Regions from separate parts of the Bicyclus anynana genome. Here region 2 is linked to region 1. Evidence: chromatin contacts called from public Hi-C data. All regions are on one chromosome and are shown on one strand. Each heading gives the region's core, a stretch centred on a gene start, on an enhancer-like site or on the middle of the called end of the contact. The rest is flanking DNA. Distances are from core to core; before and after follow the strand shown. Region 1 overlaps LOC112049783 (NADP-dependent malic enzyme). Region 2 holds the start of LOC112049783 (NADP-dependent malic enzyme).

Region 1 (7,194 bases), core at 2,645-5,144:
CTGCAATTCATCTAGAACCACAGAATAGCAAATATACCCAATAGTTATTGATAAATAGCGAGATATATATATACGTAGATCTTTCTTTATATATCTTATTCTATATGTCGGGGCTGACTTCTCAAGCTATATCTACCACAGAAGTCTCTGAAGTCACGGAGCGTAGACCGAGAACCTCAGGACGTCTGTCAACATAAACATCAACATCAACATAAACATCTATATATATATAAAAGAAAGTCGTGTTAGTTACTCCACTTATAACTCTAGAACGGCTGAACCGATTTAGCTGAAAATTGGCAGGGAAGTAGTTTAGAGCCAGGAGAAGGACATAGGATACTTTTTACTTTTTTTATATACTTTTTGGGTAGGGTAGGGGTAGGGTAGAGGTAGTTGAAAGTTTACATCGAGTTTCACGCGGACGAAGTCGCGGGCGTCCGCTAGTTTTAAATAGAATTGAATTGTAATTATTCTATTCTATTTAAAATGTTTATGAATTAATACGAGTAACTATGAACTTCTCAAATATTAATCTATGTGCGATCGATGTGGATGTTCGGATGTTCTGAGGTTCTCTGTCTACGCTCCGTGACTTCAGTGACTTCTGTGGTAGATGTAGCTTGAGTGGTCAGCCCCGACATATATATACAGGGTATATTCATGGAATGATAATATTATGCAGTAAGTATAACAGTGATATTAATCAGTAACCGATTGTGTTGCAGGCAATGACCGCGCGCGGTGCAACGGTGAGAGCTCGGGCTCGCGTGAGCGCTCGCACTCGCTCAGCAGGTGAGGCGCCCGCCCGCGCCTGACCGTGCCCTGACCGTGCGCAGACCGTGCCCTGACCGTACCGCACCGGCCGGACCGGCCCGTCTATACATACAATGTACATTTGTTATGAAGTGATAAGTGATATAATTTGAACTGCGTAATTATAGGCTTTATTTTGTTGTGAAACGGTACTTCTCAATTTGTATTTATAAAAGTAATGATTAATGAAATAATTATCTTTAATAAAGACTGTTGGTCTGTAAAATATTTTCTTTCATTTTACATTCGGCAAAGTCCCTTTGTTGTAGTCAAACTATTAAAATTGCTTTTAATTCTTAACAGAAAATAGCAAAAGTTAACAAACTTCACCAAATATATTACTTTAGTTACAAATTTTCCTATTGACCTTTACTTTATTGTTATACTCGTACATAATAATAATACTTTATTGTTGTACTCGTAATAAGAGGGCAAATACTTTTGGCTGTACAATTTTTTCAAATATCGAAAATTCATCAGAAAGGATGAATTAATTTTAAAATTTTTGTCTGTCTATATAAATCTCCTATCTCCAGAACTACTAAACGGATATGCACGCTGCTTTCAAAAATCTTTATAACTCCTGTGTTTCTAATTATGTAAATTGTAAACAAATATTAAAAAGAGGTAACACATTTTAATTTTTTCGTTACGTATAACAGTTCGACTGTACAGTTAAAACTGAAGGTCTGTATCCCGCATTGGAAAACTTTTTATCCCTGTATTCCCATGGGAACGGAAAATGCGGGGCGTTTGTTAACATATTTTCAATGAAGTATAGGAAGGTTTAGAAGGGTTACCCGTGATAGCCCAGTGGATATGACCTCTGCCTCCGATTCCGGAGGGTGTGGGTTCGAATCCGGTCCGGGGCATGCAACTCAAACTTTTCAGTTGAGTGCATTTTAAGAAATTAAATATCACGTGTCAATCGGTGAAGGAAACCTGCATACTAGAGAATTATCTTAATTCTCTGCGTGTGTGAAGTCTGCCAATCCGCATTGGGCCAGCGTGGCGGACTATTGGCCCCTCTCATTCTGAGAGGAGACTCGAGCTCAGCAGTGAGCCGAATATGGGTTGATGACGAATAGGAAGGTTGCCGTTTGGGAAGGGTATAAAAAAGACAAATGTGCATTAATGACATTTTATTTTCATCCTTTTACAAATTTAAAACAATATTGCGTCAATTTCAAACATTTTTGTCAAATAAACCTACAACGTTCATCGCCATTGAAAATAATTTAATACAAAATAAATTAATGTCAATTTATAAATTGGTTAGGAAACAATAAAAAAATTTAAAAAAACATTGAACAAATCTGAATAAATCACTTGCGCATTAGTCTCTGAACTCCTCAACGTATCACAAAACCTCTTCACAAATAAATAGTACATTTTAGTTACTATATACATATAAAAAACAAACCAGAACTATTAATGAATGTGCTGAAGTAATATTGGACTTTGTGATCTGATGTTGTCACTCCCCGTGAACGATCAAACGTGTTTGTCAAACAATTTGATCTTCTCCGGATTTTTTTGCAGATTGTCAAACATTACCTAATAAAATAGTCAAGTTTTGACAAGAAACTTTGTCAATCATGTTTGATCGTTAACTTTGTGCGCCGTTTTTATAACGCCGGCTATACACGTTGGCCTTATGACAACTGGTCCAACGTATGAATCTAGAAATTGACATGTTGGTCCTAGAAGTACTTCTAAATCCACAAATTGGACTTGTTTTAGGACCGATGTATGCAGCCGGCGCGCGCGGGCGTGAGAGATGACCACAGAATAAGGTCCTACAATACAGATTTTATAAGCGATCATAATATTAATAATTTTGAATGGCTGTACAGTGTAATACCTTTGCCTTTTCCCCATGGGAAAGAATAAAAAAAAAAAATATTAATAATTTTGAGTTCTACGACAGCATTGGAATCGCGCAATTTAACGTCTATTTCCATCATGCTTTACGAATTTTTCAAGACAAATAAAATCGCCTATTACTGAAACTAAAATTTTTGTGTAACCTTTATAACACTTTAATATAGTTAACTAAAATAAAGAAACATTAAAATTTAAAAATTGGAATGTTCAACTGTATTATCCTCATTTATAAATAGACAAAGATCAAGTAGCCTAATTGTCAATAATATAAATTAATTTCTTAGGTATACATAAGACTATGTATTGCTCATATAATTTTTCCCCACATCACAATTTATTTGTTCATCATAGCCGTTAACTTACAAATATAAACGTACATACACGTCGCATCATATCAAAATTTGTAGACGTGCAATAAATTTATTCTTGTATTCAAATAAAATTTACAACACTTGAATAGAAATACTTAGGTAAAAAATATATCACGTCATATCACAATCAAAATAGATTCGGCGTCACAGCTTGGCATTGCACTACTGCCAAGTCTTTGAATGTTTATTACATTACTTTTCTAATTCGTTTAATATTAATTGCTTATCGTATTTTACATCTGAACAACTCGCGGCAATTATCCAAAATTAAAATTTGCTAAAAAATATTGCCTTCAAACATTTTCAGTAGCATCAAAAGATATTTAAGTCAAATGAAATGCACTATGAACATTTTTATTGCTTCATCGCGATTATATTGACACTCTGCTTTAAGCCTTGGTAACTTTTATATAGGTACACAGATTAAATACAGTAACATCATTAAATATTAATAAATATATTGCTTAATACGTCCCAAAAAACGCTGCTGTCGCTTAATTTTTTTTTATTTGTTTTCAAAAATTTTCAACAATTTTAATAAGTAAATAGGATATATTTAAGTTACAGCAGCGAATATGCATCCTACATAATGATCCCAGGTTACTCATTTAATGTATGGATTTAAAAACAAGAAAAAAATACAAAAAAAATATTAAAAAAATAATCATGACAATCTGTATTTGTATCCAAATTACATAATTTTTTTTTTATTGATTTAAATTAACATTTTTGTTATCACCTTGGATCGAGTATGAGGACGCAAGTACCAGGATGTCATAGACGGGAGGCGCTATAAGTTCTCATACTGCGGCAGTCTACATGGCGTGCACTTGCGGCCCGCTGTAGTCGTCGGGCCACGAGTACACGGGCGGCAGAGCGGGCGTGTACACCGAGTCGTACATTTGCGCGCGAATGAACGCCTCCATATCGATTGGCTGTGGTTGAACTGATGCTTTACCTATAAAAAATATTTAAAAAAATATATCTCAAAAAAGAAAACAACTTAGCCTGCCAATTAACTCGGTCTAAATTGTGTCTAAAAGAGTTTGATTAGTAAGCCTGGTTGTTTATTTTTTTCATAAAATTAAAAAATGTGTGTGTCAGGTCTGACGCACGAATGGAGTTTACTCTTTCAGATCGACTGTCTAAATAGGTGTATGTTGCTCCGCAGCATACACTATGTTCGTTTCAATACCTTACGCCTGAAAAGTGAAAGGTGCGCGCAATCGAGGATCAATAGGCCGTTTGAAGGCGCAGCGCACGGTGAAAGGTGCGCAGAATAGGTTGCGCACAAAAAACGTAACGCTGTCATTGGTTCATCGAATTTTACTGCCCATATTTTTTCATACCGGGGGCTATATGTGAAAAAATTGATTCTTAAGGAGTAAACTCCAATAAAAAAAAGTATCAAGAAGTATAATAATATTATATTCTTACCAGTAGTGTACGCGTGTTCCATGACTTTCTTGGCGATTCTGACCGAACACTCCTGAATGTCTTCAAGCGGCGGGTACAAGCTGCCGTGGTCCAGATTCTCTTGCGACACCACTTCAGCGAGAGCCTGAAACACAAATATTTTACACAATTTTGCCAAAACTCATCTATTCCCACTACCTGAATGATATCATCTGCCGTTGCCGACCGTCTCATTGGTTTTCCATCATTTATTTTCCCTATCGGGTCATTTCATCGTGTGGGTCATCTTTTGTCCACATATCTTGAAATGTGTTCGGGCATTGCATGGTTAGAGAGACAGTGACTTTCCTTTTTGTGTAATGGTCACATTGATCATTTATTATTTTTTTTCACATACACTACATTAATTTCGTTAGTGCCAGTAGTTAGTAACTCACCTCAGCAGCGAGCAGCATAAAGTCCTCCGAGATGTCGACGAGGCCGGCGCACAGGATGCCGAGCGCGAGGCCGGGGAAGATGTACGCGTTGTTGCCCTGTCCGGGCCGCAGCACGCGCCCGTCCTTCGTGCGGTAGTCCGGGAATGGCGAGCCTGACGCGAAGATCGCGCGCTCCTGCACCGGATATATTACGTCAATCATTTTTAGGAAATAATAGGTATTCTTCATCCAACCTTAGATATGTCTAACCATTCGTTTAAGGTACTCTGAAAAGACCTAGAGTCCTAGAGTATCGAGGAGTGGGTACAACTATAGCCAATGGTTCAGATATCTAGACCTCTCGGATTTGAAACCGACTTTTACCGTGGAGATCTACTGAAGCTATGTTTGATGTCAGAAATATCTTGTGTGGCGGCCCAGTCAGAGAGACAGTTTGCTTAGTTGGCAATGCGTTAACACATTTTTTCTACACACCTTGAATTTTTTGGATGAGAAACTTCAAGACAAAACGTAACTTTGCGATGTTACGTTTGTGAAGTATCTAGGTACGACAACTTATACTTAGGCAGCGTGTCCTAACCCTTTGCATTCTGAGAGCACACGGCAAGAGATGCCTGTTTAATGACTCTACTACCAGATCAGAACACCTGAAAAGAGCCGTCAATAAACTCTTATTCTTTACAAGTTAGCCCTTGACTACAATCTCACCTGATGGTAAGTGATGATGCAGTCTAAGATGGAAGCGGGCTAAGTTGTTAGAAGGATGATGAAAATCCACACCCCTTTCGGTTTCTACACGGCATCGTACCGAAACGCTAAATCGCTTGGCGGTACGTCTTTGCCGGTAGGGTGGTAACTAGCCACGGCCGAAGCCTCCCACCAGCCAGACCTGGACAAATTAAGAAAATCTCAATTTGCCCAGCCGAGGATCGAACCCAGGACCTCCGTCTTGTAAATCTACCGCGCATACCACTGCGCCACGGAGGCCGTCAAAGAAATATGCTCTATGAAGCTCTATGAAGAAACTTACGTCAGTGTTGGAGTAGGCCTCCTCAGCGGTGCACTCCGCCTTGCTGGTGGGGTTGGAGAGCGCGAAGATGACGGGCCGCTCGTTGTTGTTGCCCATCGTGCGCAGGATGTCCGCCGTGAACGCGCCGCCGATGGCTGCAGCGCCTGCACGTTACCGACAAGACACGTTCACAAACATCCATGTTATTTGGATTGACCGGTAGGTAATTTAGGTACTCAACTCGGAGCATTTTACTTGGGGACCATTGGAAATGCATAGGGAGCTTATATCTTGAAGTTATCTGGAAGTTTAATTAACCCCGACCCAGGTTACATTGAATGGGTTTATTTTAGCTTTGGTTTTAGTTTACCTTCAATACGCAATCGTTAACCAATTTAGATCCAAGGTTGTAATGTTGGGATAGCTGTAGCAGTAAGCCATGAAAGTAGACAATCCAAACAAATGTGTGTATTTTTGTACGAGTAGGATAGCTATGTTTATCTTGCTTAACTCACCGATAAGTACGGACGGCTTGGCAATATTCACGACTTCAGCAAGTGTGCGGATGGGTGGGCAGTCCTTGGCGAACTTCTCCTTGTGTTCGTTGAGTCCTCCCTCGGGCCTGTTCTTGACGATGAGTCCCTTGGAGTCCACCATCCAAATGCGTGCGCGCGCCTCCGCCTCCGGCGTGCCCTCCGCCTTCATCGCCATCACACACAGCTCCGCGATACCCAACGACGCCTGGAATGGCATAAAATAAAGACCATTAAATTCATGAAAATGTCAAGTAGGTAAGTGATCCGGAAAGGCAAATATTCATTGACACCCCATGGACTGACAATATGAAAAAGTCGCAGGTTGGGAAGTCCTTATAGAAAGTATGCACCCTGCAGTAGAAAATGGACGAATAAGCATCTATTCCTGACTTTACAGTGCTTATAGCATACCTCTCCAGCGCCCTGGAACACGATGACATTTTCCGACAGCCTCTTGCCGGTGACGCGCAGACTGGCCAGCAGACCTGCCACCGCCACCGCCGCTGTGCCCTGGATGTCATCGTTGAACGTGCAGTACCTACAAGCATAATAGTTTATTCTTTAGAAACTGAAATAGCTGCACAAATCTCTCACAAGTAGTCAAAGAATTAGACTTAAAATGCAAGGAAATGAAACTAAAACAATAAATACGAGTATAAATGGTAATTGATAAGATATGGTATTTACTATTTATGGTGGTGAAAAGAATACCTATCTAAAAGTAG
Region 2 (7,194 bases), core at 3,165-5,664, 40 kb after region 1:
CTAAGAGCATTTTCATATAATTTCAGCATTTATAATACGCTTAGTACCTCGTTTTGGATCGATGCTATCAGCCAGCCATCATCCCACGTGTTGGTCGATCACAAGTTCACAGTTTTATCGGATGTCAAGCCGTTAGTGCTTATAGGCTCGTGGACTTATCGGATGGTGAGTGGCTTGCATTAGAGTTTTTCATCCAAATTAAACGGAAGTAGAAGTAAAGCAATATAATAAGGTATTATATTAATTTAACTAAATGTTTAGCAACGTAAAAGTACAAGATGAAGATGCAGAATTTGTATCGAATTTGCTGACAGTTAGACTGATAGAAAGTCGGGCAAACACGCAATCATCACAGAATCAGACAGTTCGTCGCAATGACTTGTAAAAATTTAGGATCCGGTGAGTCATCAGTTTTTTCGTATCACCATGTGTAGGCAGCAGGTAGCACAACACAGCTATGGTATTTTTTATTTGATGACATTATCATATCAAATTAATGTTTGAGTATGTTTTTTCTTTTATATCATAATCTGGGACTCAGCTACAATAACGCCTGATAGTACCTAACGGTGGTGCCAATGGTGGATCGTGCTTGACTATAGATCCTTAGGGATTTTAACGCTATTTACTCTTGGTTTAAAGATACCACATTGAAGGTAGCGGATTTAATGAATGTTAGAAGAGCATTCCATTTATTTGGAGATATAATAAGGAAAGAGGAACTCCGTCCTTCCGCACCACAACACGAAAGCACAAGTTCTTTGCTGGAGTAGAGAGAGTAGACGTGTGTTGCCTACTCTTTTTTTTAACCTTCAGGAGGGGAAATCCTTATGGTCACCCTAAAGGGTAGTGCCGGACTCTTTCGGTTAAAACCCCTTTTGCCGCCTTGTTAGCGGTGTACCCGCCTTTCAGCCAATAACACAGTAACGTTTTCGTCTATGTCTTAAGTTGTTGTTGTTGTTGTTTTCCTCCTCTTATCCTCCTGCTCCTTTTCCTCTATAATATTATCAAGGAGGTTACTAATGATTTTCCAGTTAGGTAGTATATTTTCTACACATAATTCCACCTTTGCAGAAACTTCTCTCCTGTCATTTTCCTACTTTCCACAGTGCAATATGGTGTGAATTGCATCACCGATATTGTTGCAGTAGATTGCGACTGTTCTTTTACCGATAAATGCAAGGTAGCACACAAAAACACCATCTCCGGTGAATCACTGTGTAAGTCGGTATGACATTCGGCCATGCTTTCTGCTGATCCATTGTTCAAGATCAGGAATGGTATGTCCGTCTAAGTTATACCTACTCTAACCGGGTGCATAATAAATAGCCCTAGATCTAGATGTACCAGAACATGCTTAATTCTGCCTCTTGGCATTAATCTGCATACATCTGTGTCCCGGAACGTAGGTGACCGCATAATAATAAATATTTAGGTACCTACAGTTAATACATGTGTTTTTCCTGCTTAACTCAACGTTAGTATAGATACTTTACTTGCCTAGCCTTGGGACTGTAGGTAAATAATATAAACACAATGTTTTCTAAAACATTAAAATATGCACAATAATTGGATACATTATTTCAGTGTCAGTTGGATAAATAGCAACTTCCATCCTAATTTTATAAATGCGGAAGTAAATCTGTCCTTTACCTTTATACGGGTAAGCTGCTGAATCGATTTTGATGAATTTTGATAGAGCGATTAACGGAACCTTGGAGCAGAACATGCTACTGTTTAAAATGCAAGTAAGTAGGTATGACTTTTTTTAAATACTCTCAATATTTATGTCTCTGATCATATATTATTTATGTCTAAAAATTACTGATTCTACTAGATTCATACAAAGTTACAACTGTCTAGTATTTTTCCATCTTACTAAGTATATAGTATAATAACTACTAAAGGAATAAATTGAGTGTTAATACGCTATAAACCTACAGTTTACAGTTGCGATAACGTTAATGTACTTTATTGGTACTAGCGGATGCTCGCAACTTCACTCATAGCTGTATCCATTAAGTCAGCCATTGACGATCCAGTAATCTCACATGCCTGCAGCGCTAACGGCTTGACGCCCGATAAAACCGATAGTGTGTTAGTCGCGATCGGCATGAATGTTAAACGCATCGCGTCCAACACACGATCAGTTTTATCGGACGTCAAGCCGTTAGCGCTACAGGCATGTTTACTTGATCGTCAGTGGCTGATATTAGAATTTCAAGTAATAGTAGCGCTTTTTATCTATCTATGCGTATAATAAAACTTGTCGATTTCTATAAACTTCTTCGCAATTTGAGATTTTACATATACCATTTGTAACAGCAAACGTTAGCGTGGCATAAAGGAAGCCAGCGCCATCTAGAATCTATACTTATAATACGACTTCTGTACATTTTGTACATTCTGTACATTGAAGATATTTTGAAAAATTTTGTTGGGTGGGATTATATAATACTGAAGCTAAAAATATTTTTTTCGAATTTTTTGTCTGTCCGTGTTTTTTTGTTATTCGGGTATCACTGAAACTACTGAATGAATTCAAATGATGATTTTAAACTAATGATTTTAAAATTTTGAATTCAAATGAAACTTGATTTTGATTTTGAATTCAAATGAAACTTGGCACGGCATAATACCATAATACGAAGAAGGTTATAGGATACTTTTAATTGCGAAAATAAAATGAGAAGAGTGTGAAATAGGGGTTGAAAGTTTGTATGGAAAGTCCATCATTTTGAGTTACAGTTTTAAAAAATTTGATCATGAATCATAAAAAAATACGAAATATAATGTAATTCAAAATTTTTTTAAAATCAACCCATAAAGTGGTGAAATAGGGCTTGAAAGTTTACATTGATTTCCACGCGAACGAAGTCGCGGGCGTCCGCTAGTAACCAAATATAATATATCTTTTGTTCTGTAATAGTATAGAAGCACACATAGATTAGTAATATAGCAGATAGTAAGTATTACGTAGGCAGTTATTCGATACCTAACACCACCAGACCGAGCGGAAAAACGCAAAATCACAGAGGCAATCAATAACACCAATTGAAAGCAAAAGGAAGTTTCAGCTGAACGTTGTAAGCCGCTACACAATGGCGCTCCGCTTCGCTCGTAATCGTAAACCAAACAACCGAACGGCCTCACTTTTACTTTCCGTCGAGCGTTTGCAGTGTTCTAGAATGCTTATGGTCTAAGCCTGTGATGACCAGATCTTTGCCATCTTTTTTTTTAATTTAGCACATATTTTGGTATCACACTAATATTATAAAGGCGAAAGTTTGTAAGTGTGTAGGCGTGTATATGTTTGTTTCTTCTTTGCGCTGCTGCTACTGAAGCGATTTGGCTGATTGGAATGGAAATAGATTTACTCTAGATTAACTCATAGGCTACTTTTCTTCTCGGAAAAATCCATGGTTCCTGCGTGTGAAAAACTGAATTCTATGTCCGCTATGACTAATATTCCTGTCCCTCCCCATTACTTAGTCGAAAAAACTGTGTTAGAAGTGGGTACGACATCTTAGCGTGCGGAGTTCGAACCCGGGACCTCTCGGCGTGAGTCCGGCGCTTTTGATGTTGAAAATTGAAACTTCAATCTTAAAAAAGCTAATTTGTCAGGCTATCGTAGGAAGTATGATGGTAGGCTGGTAGGTAGGTTTTGGAGGTAGCAGGTAACATAGGTCCATCAATCGTTCAAGATTATAGCATTATTTAACATACGAGTACAATTGGTCTACCTACAAATTGACGGAAATATCCATGCAACATTGGTTCCACTTCATCAAATTGTCCTTTTCGTAAGCAAATGCCTGACTTACCTACCTAAAGTGTTTTTCAGATAGCATGGTGCGGGTGACTGTTAGTTTCGCTCTTGTAAGTTGGCCGCGTTTCGCGATAATAAGACAAAATACAAACATACGTAGATATTTTTTTTTGTAAATATCAAAATGTAGATAGATAAAGAATTACTACTTAATTACATAGTCAAACTCGGATTTATAAAGGCGACAATAATAATTAAATTCTTATTGCTGTTCTGATGAGTTTAATTGGAGTTGTTTTATTTTAACAAAAAATAATAGGTAAAGTAAAATGAATTATTATCTTATAACAAAATAAAATAATATAACTATTAAATTGATTACTACTTCACTTATGAATAAAAACAACATTAAATAATAATATATAATTAAAATTATAAGTATTCAACAAAGATTTACATTAATCAAGAATAATCTCTCAATAACTTACTGCCATTTTCTCTTATCATTCAGTTTCAGGGAAGCGGAATTTCCCATCTTAGTTTATTCACTTACAGTTTTTTTTATTTAACACTTAACATGAACTTATAAAACAAGGTAACAAAGAATTAAGTTAACGCGTCTTATCGTACCAACATCACGATTTACTGTAATAGTTAGGTGGTATGAGCGCAGGTAAACCTGCAATCGTCAGTGACCGTGAATTCCCTTCCCTTGATTATTATGTTCTTGGTATAGTTTTTGTAGGAACTTCCAATTACTAATCCATACAAAAAAACTATTTCAGACTTGTTTTACGCTGAAGCACCCGGTTAATCGATGATCCATGAAAAATATTTCAGGCGGTTTTGAGTCTATTTAACACTAGATGGCGTGATTATTAACTCAGTAAATACTTATAAAATAAGATAAATGAAGTCGGTTAGAGATCGACATCGTCAGTCTATCTAAGGTTTATTGGCAGACCCAGACCTAATCCCAAACCAAATCGTTTCTCCCACCTTTATGGTAGACCTCAAAAGGTGGGAGAGGCGATTTGGAACACCCGCTACGTACGGCTTAGTGTCATATTGTTAGACTTTGAAACCATCACTATCATCTATCAGATCAGAATTTTAATGGAAATGATCGGGACCGACTAGTCTTAACTTACTTTCCGAGGCATGGAGGAGTGACACCACCAACCTGCGACTGCAAAGGTTTCGGCTATTAATTGAGCGAAAAATAATAAGTGCTTAGACTAAAGTAAAACTTCTTTATCTCTCCATCTTATCGTCCGTTCGCCTCGCCCGATTACACTTTTCGTAACGCATTCACCAGCTTATTCCCTAAGTCAAGCGGGCTTATAGAAGTATTGCTCCAAAAATCCAATATTTCATAGTCCGGCCTGAGAAATCAACCCTGGAAAGAACCTTATTATATTTTTTTCCTATATTGGGATATATAGTCTTTTCCCGATTCAGGGTATTGTTCGCTTCTTGGTATTTCTTGGTATTCTTGGTATTGGCAACTCTGCTTCCAGTCCTAAACCTCATTGACATTTGACAATTGACAATGACATTGACGTATGACATTAGTTATAGTGATCTGTGCGTGACGTTAACAAATGACCAAAAATTGGAGGTTATAAATTAGAATAAATATTTTTAAAATATTCATAAAGTAATGAAACAATTAATTAATTACTATAATTAAAAGAGGGAATCATAAAACAAATTTCAGTTATTTTAGGCCCCGATTATTCTCACAATATGAAGAAAGAAGGTAAGGAATTTTGAAGTGGAAATGTGAAAACTTGATTATTACTTATTATATTTTATTAATTAAATTTGAATATTACAGAAGTGCAAGAAATATTTTTAAAAATCCTTGAGGAAGAGGCAGACGTTTCGGCTGGTGTGGCTGCGATAAAAACACTTCTAACTGTTATAGAAAAGTATAAAGGTAAAGTCATAAATAAACCACTGTGCTTACTTCTGTCATAAATTTCGTGAAATTAGAAGAAGAAATACTTTATTGCACACAAAAAAAAAACAATAAATAAAAACATTAAAAAAAAAATTACTAAAATGCTTTGATTTGATGATGCAATTATGCGAAATATTGTATTACACCTGCTTTTCTAGCTATTACTACAATTTCCGTTGAATTAAACTATTAAGAAAAGTACCAAGGTATACTTATTCCACTAATTATACCAAAAGTACCTATAATGGTATAATGTGTGATTTATGAATGACGGAGTGTGACATGCACCACCTTGATATTTGAAGATTTAAAAATAATTATAAGAAAAGTCCATCTGTGGAGACTTACTACTATTTGATTCACTTATTTGATATACCATACAGCTCTTGTTAATTTTAATTCATTTAATAATATTGAATTAATAATATTTCTTCTATGTAACATTTAATGACAATATTATGTGCTATTTTGTTTTATATTATTAGTTTATTTCATGAGCTACTAGATAGACAAACTGTTTATGCACCTATTAAAAAATCAGACCTTGTACAACTTGGGTACATTGCCTGATTTTTTATGGCATATCAACTTTCTTTCCTCAAAAGCTTTAAAAGCAATAAATGTATGGGTATCTTTCCACAATGGCTAATGTTTTGAAACTAATAAATAACATTCATTATTGATATATCACATGATCATTCTCATATATTTTTTTAGTTTCCAAAGCCATAGTCTTTGTAGAAAGCTAATTGATGTGTAACTTGGCTACATACCCTGGTAGCTCAAGGGTTAACAATTCAAATTGTTACTTAGTTACCACAGTGCGAGAGCTCCACCTCAATCTCCAATTGGCTGTGGATGCCATGAGACACTGTGACCAGCCTGTTACTGCTGTGTCTTCAGGGTGCAAACTCTTCATGAGGTTCATTACCTTTGCCAAGTTAGATGACAAGGTAATTCTTGAAGATTTTAAAATGCATGCAATAATAACAAAGTCACAATATAATAATAATAATAATAGTAAATTCTTGTTGGTTATGTAATAAATAAAGAAATTTTTTTTTTTTAAATCAAGTATACCCATATTCGGCTCACTGCTGAGCTTGAGTCTCCTCTCAGAATGAGAGGTGTTAGGCCATTAGTCCACCACGCTGGCCCAATGAGGATTGGCAGACTTCACACACTCGGAGAATTAAGAAACTTCGCTGGTATGCAGGTTTCCTCATGATGTTTTCCTTCACCGTTTGAGACACATGATAATTTCTTAAAATGCACACAACTGAAAAGTTGGAAGTACATGCCCCACACTGGATTCCAACCCACACCTTCCGTAATCTGAGGCAAAGGTCATATCCACTGGGCTATCACATGTCTTATTCTCGTAATTTATAAGTACTAAGGTATAAAGAGAGATAAGATATTAGATATATATTTTATACATTAAGAAATAAATACACTT

The links. Hi-C and Micro-C count contacts between places; a contact is called where the count stands out from the background.
Region 2: a contact with region 1 is called in a Hi-C map of whole larva, with 1.7 times the contacts expected there. The contact joins the promoter of LOC112049783 here to the enhancer-like site in region 1. A contact is called at or near these places in 2 of 2 Hi-C or Micro-C datasets (whole body and whole larva).

Annotation. Positions count from the first base shown.
Region 1 is chr10:3,817,172-3,824,365 of ilBicAnyn1.1, forward strand. LOC112049783 (NADP-dependent malic enzyme) reads right to left here. Exons shown (of 12, transcript XM_024087822.2): 7 at 6,881-7,007; 8 at 6,449-6,674; 9 at 5,955-6,097; 10 at 4,925-5,098; 11 at 4,509-4,632; 12 at 1,941-4,029. The coding sequence ends at 3,887. It overlaps LOC112049794 (dual specificity protein kinase CLK2), which reads left to right. Exons shown (of 13, transcript XM_052883910.1): 13 at 726-1,039. The coding sequence ends at 796. Among protein-coding and RNA genes, the nearest start is that of LOC112049783, 40 kb to the right of the region's middle. Within about 2 kb of position 3,895, at least 6 of the 8 cell types and tissues checked have open chromatin away from gene starts, as enhancers often do.
Region 2 is chr10:3,856,817-3,864,010 of ilBicAnyn1.1, forward strand. It overlaps LOC112049783 (NADP-dependent malic enzyme), which reads right to left and starts at 4,415. Exons shown (of 12, transcript XM_024087822.2): 1 at 4,258-4,415. The coding sequence starts at 4,304. It overlaps LOC112049772 (translation initiation factor eIF-2B subunit alpha), which reads left to right and starts at 5,348. Exons shown (of 7, transcript XM_024087803.2): 1 at 5,348-5,531; 2 at 5,610-5,711; 3 at 6,549-6,688. The coding sequence starts at 5,519.